Regions from separate parts of the Triticum aestivum genome. Here region 1 is linked to region 2. A link is a contact called in public Hi-C data. All regions are on one chromosome and are shown on one strand. Each heading gives the region's core, a stretch centred on a gene start, on an enhancer-like site or on the middle of the called end of the contact. The rest is flanking DNA. Distances are from core to core; before and after follow the strand shown. Region 1 holds the start of LOC123079242 (probable CoA ligase CCL8). Region 2 holds the start of LOC123079240 (protein tesmin/TSO1-like CXC 5).

Region 1 (5,466 bases), core at 1,477-3,976, 310 kb after region 2:
AATTAGACAACTGTCGAGCTCAAGACAGGACACCATAACCGACCGCATCGTCGAATCTCACCGGAGGTGGTGACAACGCGACTCACCATGACATAAATGCAGATGAGGGGGTGGACCTAGATTGGTTCCGGTCTAGGCGGCAACGTGAGGAGGAGGAGGAAGAAGAAGAGTAGCATTCCTTAGATTCATTTTCAACTTTTTTAGTCAACATTTACTAGGTGGTCCCTTCCTTGGACATGGACACAGACGCGAATCTGGTGAACATGGTTTCACGCCCACCCCTTATGAATAGTAAATTAAAAAAAACTAGAAAAATAAAGAAACAACCAATTTTTTTATAACATACATAGTCGACCGCTTTAGCTCCGCATGATGTTTTACAAAGAAATGGCATCCATTGTATTATGAGAAAAAAATGACAAATTGAAGCTTTATTAGAAAAAACCGTTTGATGAATGGTAAGGTCTCAATTGTATTTTGTTCACTGAGGGCTTCTCCAACGCCGACCCTCAAACCGCCCGCATTCGTCCAAAGCGCGTTGTCTGGACCGTGAAAGCCTTCCAACGCGAACCTGTATCGGTCCGCCGAGCGGTTAGGATGTGTTTTCTCCCGCAAATTGGAGATAAAGTGGGGGAAGTTTTGTGGGAGTCCGGACAGCAGACACGTAAGACTCCGACACCCTCGGCCTACCCAATCCCCCCTCGATCCCATTTCCTTCCACTCCGTCCCTCCCCCTTGCTTTGCATCCGCACCCTCCACCTCCGCTGCCGCTACTGCATGCCTCTGGCCGCCAAATAGGCATTGTCGGACATCTGCAACCAGCACTGACGCGCCGCTCGCCAACACGACGACGCTGTCCACCCTGGAGCCTTTTGTACCCAGGTACACTCTGCCGCCCTTTAGACGGCCCCCTGGCGGACACCACACTCGGCAGGTGTTCGGTCAAATGTCATTGAGCTTATTTTCGAACGCTATGTCATTTGTTGTGCGATGCGTGGTTGGTCGTATCTGCAGATTTCGTAGATAGGAGCAGAGGGAGGACCTTCTGATAGCAAGTGCATGAATTGTTTCACGCACGAAAACACATTACGCTCTACGGCATATATATCATTTAACAACGTAATGTGAGGTCATCATCGTATCGCCGGTATGCTATTCATACCAGCGTCGCCAAGTTATGTAACATGGTTCGTCAACTAGAGGCAAGGTGGCCATTGCACGTAGCAGATGATGAGATCGTAAGTATTGTTTCCTCTTGCTCAACTTGTTGATTGATTCGTTCACTCAATGTTGACGTGCACATTCTGTAGCCCGCACGCGCTGCCGTGATGTACCACAAGACAGAGACCGACCATTTATGTACACACACTGTTGTATGAAGCTGAATGGGGAGCATGTGTGGGAGGGCATGATCCGTTGATGAAAAACTTGTTGGACATCCGGTTAATCTAGTCAAATTTGAGACATTATTATACTAGACTTAATTTTGCATGCTATGTATGGATGATTTGTGATATTTTCTATCCGAACTTTGATGAATATCGGCCGGTTTGCATGAATTTCGTCCGATTAGTTCAAATGTGGGTTGAAATGTATTCGGGCAGTGTTGGATGGCGGCCTCCCGCATTTGTGTCCACGGACTAGTCCCCCTGTCCACGGATGGATGCGGGAGGAAATTTGCGGGCCGCCGTTGAAGATGCCCTAAGAATAATATGTGTGTCAATACTTCACTAAACTTCACACGTGAGTAAAATGGTTTGCAAAGTTTGATACCCCATTTTTTTTAATTTTCCTAGTATTTTTTTTGTAAATTTACTATTCACGTGATGTAAGTACCCATATTCATCTTCGTATTTTTGCTAAAACCGTCCACTTTACAACTCTTATCATTTTGCAGGTTTTGACCTTTGTCCTTTTCTTTTCTTGCACTTGGATTTGCCTCGCGCGAAAGAGATTGAAATACTAAACATTTGAACGCCAATTTTAGGTCAGAACACATGGCGCATCAGCGTGCACGCTTCCTCCTGTCCATCAAAGAAAGACCACGAAGAAAACATATGTCTTAGTCTGCAAAAAAGAAAAAAAACCTTAGTTGTCGGTTCTCGCATGTATGTTTCAGACTCAACATGAGACACATGAAAGAGGCGCTGATCTTCTGACGTAAGTCATGTGACTTTGGGTCACTGATGTGTGAGCCAGCCCTTCAGATGGCCTAATGATTTTAAATCACCCAATTTAAGTCAGTCAATCATCTCTCTCTAAAAAAAAGAGTCAACCTCAACCACATAGTGAAAGGATCTATCTGTATATAGCTGCTCCCTCCGTCCGGAATTACTTGCCGCACTATCCATTTCTCCGACAAGTAATTCAGGACCGAGGGAGTATTAGCGAAGGGGGTTCGCAAAATGAACATGAAGCTTCCATCACCTCGGCTAATCTGGGAAATCCATGCTAAATCCAACGACTGAAACTGCCTTTTCTATTTTTGCACACTCATGATTGCTTCCGTGTTCTATTGCACAGTACTCCCTTGTCCATCATATACGACCTGTGCTGTTCGTGGCGCAACCCACATCATCCATCAGCGCTGCAGTCGTGCACGGAAGCAGTACAACGATGTCGATGTCGCCCAGGTACCTGGAGTCAGTGTGACCCCCCGACGGAGCCGATCAAGCGGACCAGCCAGCCGCACCAAACCAACTCCACACCGGAGAAACCCGCGAGCGGCACCAGTACCAGCTACGCGGCGTGCGGCCCCCTCCCCGCTTGGCACGAGCAACCTCGTAGGACGCATCCTCCCCACGGCCAGCACCACTCCACCCCCAGTCCCCCACCTACCGGGGCAGCCCGTAAATGCGCGCGCAGGCGTGGGCGCGCGGGGGGGCGGTGGCGCGCTTGATGACGCCATTCAATTGCCCCACGGCCCACGCCTCCTCCCCCCACCTGCTGCTGCCGCGGCTGCTGCTGCTCCGCTCCTCCTCTTATAGCCTCCTCCCCTCTCGCCTCCGACGCCAATTCGCCTCGGACTCCTCCACCTCGCCAGCCTCAGGTCAGCCCCTCCGTCCGTCGCTCCTTTTCCCTCCCAGCCCTCCTTCTGCTTCGCCTTCGCACAAGGTGTTCGTCCTTTTGCCTCAACCCCGCGCGCCGTCCGGCTGTCTTGAATTGCCGTCGGCGGTCCCTCGCCGTCGCGTTGCTCTGGCTTAGCATCGCTCGCTCCGCGCTGAAGCTGATCCGTGCGCCACTCTTCCCTGCTCTGATTTGTCGGAGCTGAAGGTGTCCGCTGTTCAGCTTCACTGGATGCCGGCGCAGAGAGGGGAGAGTAGTAGCAGTAGCCGCCGATTCACGGGGTGGTCCCTTCAGGCGTCCGCGTTCTAATTTTGATGCTTCCACAAGGAATTCGGTGTACATCTGCCCGAATTCGAGTAGGATATGCTCATCAGTGATCACTCGAGCTGTTTCTCTAAAGAAAACAAAATGATCACTGGAGCCCTTGCGATGGTAGCACGGATTAATAGTCCTAATGGATTCAGAACCTGCCTCTTGGGCCTCGTGATGTCACGTTCTCTCTAGAACTATGCAGCATTAACTGTTAAGCTAGTACTGCTCCCATTACTACAGTTTGGAGGGCCAATTATTGATGAAACGACGAGGGGCTAAATAGGACAACATGAGCAAAAATGCATTGCACTTACATTTTGATAAGAGCTGGAGAGGCTAAACGACTTGCATGGTAAATCATAGGGAGTAGTGAACTAGTTATAATTGTGCAGCCGTGCCGCTTCCAGAATGACTTTGGCAATGCAGCAGTTCATAGTTACTCTTGTGTGTGTGGTCAAACTGGATGTTGCATTGTGGTTTGTAAGCATACTTCTCAAAGAAGTGGCCACAGGGATCAGGTTTATTTTGGTACTGTGGTAGTCGGCTAGGACTATTGGGCTCTCTATTCCCATTTGCTTTCAAACCAACTACTGCTTACTGCTTTCTATGGCACGCAAAGGCAGTTGATCATTCATCTCAATATCTGGTTATAGTTTGAAGCATAGGACTACATTTTCCATTTAGTTTTTTTTCCTGATGTTTCTATTATCTTGCTTGTGCCTCAGTTGACAGCACCAGACAGAGTTCTCGTACGTTTATGGAGGTTGTTCGAGAAGTCTATAAGCATGGCTCTGCACATGGTGCCCGTGCGGCTATAAGAGCTGACCAGAAGAGTTACAGCCTTGTCCAGCTTATTTCGTCTGCACTGGATGTCCACAATATTTTGTGCAGAAAACATGTACCACCAATCCTTTTTCCATATCGTAGTTTTTTGTGTATATTCACTTGAGATGTCCGTTAGCCATGAGGTGATTAGGATGACTATCCTGACCTTATTTCTAGGTCCTGAAATTGATAGTTTATTAGTTTCCCTTCTCCTTTTGTTGTTATAACTTTTTTCGTAAGGCTGGGACTGAAATTTTCAACTAATTGGGTTGACGTGATAATATGCAAGTTCAAGCTCCCCAAAAAGTGCAACTTCAAACTTTATGATTTAGCTGAACCACTCTTGGTAGGTTGAGTGCCTTCTGGACTTCTGGTCATTCCTCTTCTAATACAAAAGGACAATCATTTTGGTTAGGGTGCGGGTCTGAGACTGGGAGGGTATAACTACTTAAGCTATTAGTCTGCCCTGCCTTATCCTTGCATGTTTGCTAGAAGGCGTCACAAAAGTTGCACAAGTGTTCAATAGGGTTCTTCCCTATCATTTCCATAAAAAGATGACTGGACTGCACAAGTTAGCCTTTACAAAGTGCAGCCGAGTTTTTTTAGTAGCTCTAGTCAAACTCCAGTTATGTTAATGAAGGACATGTGCAGTCATTACTCTTTTTATGCTTCCACCTTTACTTCCCAAAAATATGGTAGTTCACCATTCAATTTTGTTATGACCAAGATATATAAGTCGACTGAGCTTTGGTTAACTTATCATTCTGTTAACTGTCCGATGCATGTTGATAATGCCTTAGAGAAAACTCGGTTAAACTGTTCTTTTTAATGGCTCAGGATGGTAAAGATTCTTCTGTCAATGGAGCAAAAGGTTGCGGTGCTCGTATTGGCATCGTGGCTAAACCCTCTCCTGAATTTGTTGCTGGGATATTTGGAACCTGGCTTTCTGGTGGAGTTGCAGTACCCCTTGCACTTAGCTATCCTGAAGTTGAACTTCTGCATGTCATGAATGACTCGGTTTGTTCCAAATTTATTGCAGTATCCCCCCCCCCCTCTTTAATATATCAGCTTAAGTATGAAACATTTTTATTTTCTAGTGGGATATTATGTATTATTTTTCACATTGCTGTTGTCAGCAAGGGTTGAATTTAGAAATAAAAGTTACAGAAGGTCATGTAGCAAGGGGTGTTCCTTAAATGCACCATAGAGGGGCTGTCTAGAGCCTAGACATCTTGTAGCATATCTAGATTTAAAAATTTGTTG
Region 2 (5,676 bases), core at 2,505-5,004:
CATCCTGAAGGGGGGCCTCGACTCCTTCGGCATGTTAGTAGAGTCGGTGTATTTGAGAGAGTAAGCCTAGTTTAACTTCGGTGGACGAGGACCGGTGGTGTGGTTTGTAAATATGTTTGTAACAATGTGGGTGGAGGGGCTCTTTCCCCGCTCTCTTCTTAGACCCTCTTTGATTTAAAGGATTTCTAAAGGAATTTTGGAGGATTCTAATCCTTAGGATTTTTTTTTCCTCAGTGGGTTGTTTGATGCATAGGATTGCGATCCATAGGAATTTTTTCATAGGATTCACTTGTACTAGTTTTCAAAGGAAAATTTCCATCCACCCCAACCTCATGTTAAAAACTACTACATTTTTCCTGCGCACAATCAGGGCCTCTTTGATTCGTAGGATTTTCAAAATGTATGAATAGGAAAAGTATAGGGTTGGAGTGGCATGCTCACTTGAATCCTATAGGATTAGCAATAAGTGTTTGATGCCACAGGGAAAACAAAGGAATTGTAAAAAGAGGTTGGAGTGGATGTTAAGACTTCCTATGAAATGTAGTACAAAAGATTCCATAGGAAAAATTCCTATGGGATCCAATCCTATGAATCAAATGAAAAAATCCTAAGGATTTCAATCCTCCAGAAATCCTATAAAATTCCGTTGAATCAAAGGAGCCCTCAAACGCTCATACAAATCCTGTAGGATTGAGGATGACATGCCACTCTATTCCTCTATTTTTCCTATTCCTGCATTTTACAAACCCTGCTAATCAAAGAGGCCCTAATATATGATACGCACACTCGTGCGTATTCAAGAAAAAAAATACAATAAATTAGAGTTCAACCGGCGGCAGTTTCCATTGTAAACAATCTCAAAGATGCTTCAATGCTATTTGAGAATTACAACTCACAGTTGTCAGCTTTTGAATCCTTTACAATATCCGAACAGCCAAACAGGGAAGTGCATGGACATATGTTTTTACAAAGTAATGTTTTTGACTGAAACTGAGGAAGGCTTATAGTATGAGGCAATACAACATTCTGAGAAATGATCGGAGTAAACAAACTGAGAAAAGGAAAATTAAGCTGTAAATTTCTTATATTTATATATACAGTAAAAAATAGTTCTTCAGAGAACATGTGTAACTTCCAAAGACTTCTCCTATTTAACATTTGCCATCAGTTAGGGTGTTGTATCAGTTTAGATGAGGAAAAAAAAGCTAGAACAAGTCATTGATATGTAGAAGCAATGGATATCATTTTTATCAAGTAAAACTAACTATTTAGTATTTAATAAGAGACGTGGACATCAAAACATACCATATTATTCCGATTTGTGTGTGGGCTACTCCCAATCTTAGGTCTGAACGCATCTGGATTGCGCTCCAGTGTAGCCTCTATAGCTTCACGCCTAGCCACCTCATTCTCAACATTATTAAAACAATTGGTGCAGTTGCATCCATCACAATAAATACCAGATGCAAAACATTCACAGTACCTACGCATAGAAAACCATAAAATTCAGATTGATAGGATCAAATAGCAGTATGCAGAGACTTCAAACTGAAATGAACATTAAAATGGAAACAGAAGTAGTGAACCATCAAAGCATATCATTTGTGCTTTTTTAGAAAGTGTAGGTAGAAGCAGAAACTTTAGGGTTTTACAAAACTTATGAATGTTAGTAGGATACTCTTTCAATTGCTCTTCATTGTCACAATCCATCTAAACTACATGTACATGATTCGAACAGAATGGATAACATAAAAAAAATAGGTTCCATTTCCAACAAATTACACAAATACTCATTTCAGACACTAATCTTATTTTGACAAAGCTCATAAAGAAACTTTAAATGACACAGCCACCCCTGAAGCATAAGTGATCCAACTCAAGATGTATAATGCTTCATAACTGTCTTGACTAGTCACGAAGTTGTTATGTCAGCTCCTTTAAAGTAACAACATTATTTCACTAGCTACAAGTTGACTACTTAAGACAAAACATTACTCACACCATAAGATCAGATATTCTGTCTCATCACTGATGTTATTTGTGAAGCTTAGCAACAATATGCCATTATCATCCAGCTTTTTTTTCAAAAAGTTCCACAATCCTTACATTAGTTCTTATAAGATTTCTATGGGCAAAAAGTAAAATAAAAACAGTCAACAGGCAAGACAGTGGCCTTGTGTGTATTTCCTTGTATATCTACAGAATCAGATACATTTTACTGGATCCAACTCTATCCATAAAAGGGTCATTCTGGAGGGAATTTCAAACATTTGGTGACTTCTAGAAGAAGTACGTGAAGGAATCGTTACATTCCTACGAAAGAAAGTAATGTCTTCATTGGCAAGAATCACATCATAATATTGACCTCCTGTCAAGCTAAGACACAACAAGTCTTGACTTACAGCTTCAAACATTTGGAGTGCCGACAATTGCAGCACTTCTTCTTCGTAGGTGTGCCATCTTTCCCATCATACAGCCGTCCACGTGGTTTTGGTGACTCTGGCTTCCTAAAAACAAAAGAACAGCGATATGGAAAATTACAAAAATGAATATTTTTAAATTATACGTATCAATTAGGATTGTCAGAGGCCATTAGGATGTACTCCCTCCGTCCAGAAATACTTGTCATCAAAATGGATAAAAGATGATGTATCTAGACGTATTTTTGTTCTAAATACATCTCGTTTTATCCATTTTGATGACAAGTATTTTCAGACGGAGGGAGTATGCTACAATTAACTATAATAAATGTCAGTTAAAAAGCATCCATCTAATACAAGCAGGCATCTTTGTTACAAGGAAACACAAGTGCAAAGTAAAATTTGGGAACCAAGTTTTCAAACTTGGGTTACATGCTTAAAAAAGGACTACATGACACCCAAGGATGTGAATCCAGAGAAAAGAAACGAATTCATCGTAGCCAAGAGCCTGTCGTGCCCCTCCATACCCTCGATACAACAGAGCCCCGGAAGTGCAAGACCGAGAAGCAAAAAAATTCAAAACTTGACGCAAGACGTAATAAATCTTGAAAAGGGAGGCGCTCACAAGGGAACGGCGACCGGCGGGCGCTGTACGGGCTGCGGCAGGGCCGACCGAGCCTGCGGCACGGGCACGGGCATCGCCATCGGCAGTGCCGGCCGCGGCAGCGGCGCATGCACCATCTGATGCGGCCGCATCACGGGCAGCCCCCGCGGCTGCAGCTGATGTGGCACCCCCATGGGCAGCGCGGCCCTCAGCTGGTGCGGCTGCGGGTACCCGACCTGCAGCGCCCTCGGCTGCACCGTCCGGGAAGCGGCGGCGGCGGCGGCCGCCATGGCGGGGTTCCCGTAGTTGAAGTCGAGCTGCCTGACCAGCTTCTTAATCGGCGGCTGCGTGGAAACCGCGGGCACTGGCACTCGCGGCGGGGGGCCGCTCCCGGCCCCGCCCGCGCCCGCGCCGGCCTGCTCCTTCCCCGCCATCTATCCGCTCAGCCCGGGGAGCTAGCAGATCAAAAACGGCCCGGCCTCCGCTGGAAACGGCCGCCCAATCCGGCGCGGCCGCGGCGAGATCGCGGCCGGCGGCTCCAGATCAGGCGGGGGCGGGGCGCCGAGGACGGGCCCGGATTGCCGCGCGCTCCGGCGCGTGCGTGCGTGCGGGAGGGGCGGCGAATGGCGGATTTCGGGAGGGCCGGGGTGGGGGGATTAGAGGATTTTCCCTCTTGCAGCTGCTGCTTCCGCCCTTTCTCTCTCTTCCCTTCCCTTGCCCGTCCTCGTCCTTTCTTTGTCTCCCACTCCTAGCTTTCGAAATCAAATTCATATTCTACGGCCGGATCCCCGCGGCGAGGCCGGATCGGACGGCGGGGCGCCGCGTGCGCGCATCCTGCGGCTCGAATTCATAGGCGTGAGGTTGTTTGGCCCGCTCGCCGTGCGATTGGACGGGGGCTGCGGGAATCCGGCTCGTCGCGCACGCGTCCTGCGCCGTCCCCCCTCGCGCCCGACGTGTGGGCCGTTTCCGGTGGGGCGGGGCAGTCAGTGGGCGGAGTGACGTGGGTGGATGCCGGGTTGGCTTGCGGCGGACGGCGGTGCCGTCGCCATCGCCTGGTGTGGATCGGTCCTGTCGTTTACGGGGAGTTTGCACTCCGGGGGAGACGCTTGGACGCGCCGTGCGCCGGTCTGGCTCTATGACACATAGAGTCGGTTGGGTCTGTGCCCCGCATGTCAGCTTCTGTAGTTAGGTAGTTGTAGCGTACAGCATGTATTACAGTGAGCATCTGGTGAGGGCTTTTGAGAAAGTTCCATTCATACTAGGGTTTAGTGGAGTCCGTGAGATGGGCACCGTATTTCGTTGGTGCTCAGAGCAGGAAATTGCCGTTTTCCGTCAGGCTTTGTCTACAAGGAATTAAACATTACAGTCCTGGCCGTGATGAATTTTTTTATAGTGGAGGCAGTGTGTTTGCAACAGGGTCACAACATCTCGAACCTCTATAACTATAGTTTGTAGTGAGTTTATTTATATATATATAAATATATATAGAAATTTCCTTCTTTTTATTTCATCATCGGTGGCGGGGCAATAGCAATGTACACCAGGTATACACCAAGCTAGCGACAACATATCCACAGATCAGCAAAACCCGCGGTATTCATGTGAATACCAAAGAATGCCTCTGGCGCCGCCCCAGGTATATATCGTGTGAGTGTATGTGTCTACGTTGCACTTGATATGTCGTTTCAAGATATTGACGTTAGTGTGGATGGTGACCGTCTAGTCTAGTTTGGTTTTTCCTTATAAAGCGAAGATTGGTGTTGTTGTGGTCATGTGTTGCTTGACTATTGAACTTTTGTTGTCATTGTAGCGTTTGCGATGACCTGGAAGCCAATATCCCCAATACACACCGTTTAACTTTTTATATAGCATATAATCAACCTTTACTCCAAAAAGATAAAACGGCACCCGAACACTAGCGGTAACGGAATATGGCATTAAGTTTTCAAAGGAGGGGCGCTACTAACTACTACTCAATGCTCCTCTTTTTTTCAACGACGCCGGAACACTAGCGGTAACGGAATATGGCATCAAGTATTTAATTGCTCAATGCCCCTCTTTTTTTCCTTTGCGGTCTATTCCAAGCGCGTTGAATGATGACTTTGTGTTGGTGCAATAATTTGCCTCCTTACGTTTTGGAGTTTGTTGACATAAACAGTATGGGACTTATGTGTTTGCTAGTGCACACAGAGTAACAGGTCCCTGGAGTCACGAGGAGTTTGATTCAAACGACGAAGATAATCCCCTGCGTGGCAGTGAAGATTATCACCGAAGATTATGATAACAAGAGTGACCCCTCAAAAATTGCTTGGTTCGGTGCTCATCCAAAGGAAGTGACTGCGACCGAGAAGATTGAAGACGAAGTGAAGACGTAACATTTATTTCGTTGTTTCTCTTCTCTTTATTGAGTCATAGGACCACCGTACTACTAAGAGAGGTGTAGCGTTCGAAGCTTTGATTCTCTGATGCTAAACCCAAATCCTATGAAAGTTGCGAGCGAAATCTCTTTGTGTTCCGAGCAAATACTTGCCAGCAAGAGACTGTGATCTTCTTCCCTGCGAGAGAATTGTCTCTGACCGAGGAGTTAGCATTACTTGGTCCTCAAGTAATGTTACCGTTGCTCCTGAAATCCGCCCGTTGTGAACGTGTCGG

What was found. A called contact is a pair of places that touch in the nucleus more often than the background predicts.
Region 1: a contact with region 2 is called in a Hi-C map of leaf, with 4 times the contacts expected there. The contact joins the promoter of LOC123079242 here to the promoter of LOC123079240 in region 2. A contact is called at or near these places in 2 of 5 Hi-C or Micro-C datasets (both in leaf).

The regions. Positions count from the first base shown.
Region 1 is chr3D:412,151,339-412,156,804 of IWGSC CS RefSeq v2.1, forward strand. LOC123079242 (probable CoA ligase CCL8) reads left to right here and starts at 2,727. Exons shown (of 17, transcript XM_044501972.1): 1 at 2,727-3,049; 2 at 4,104-4,276; 3 at 5,041-5,220. The coding sequence starts at 2,854.
Region 2 is chr3D:411,844,360-411,850,035 of IWGSC CS RefSeq v2.1, forward strand. It overlaps LOC123079240 (protein tesmin/TSO1-like CXC 5), which reads right to left and starts at 3,755. Exons shown (of 8, transcript XM_044501969.1): 1 at 3,046-3,755; 2 at 2,403-2,507; 3 at 1,306-1,483. The coding sequence starts at 3,458.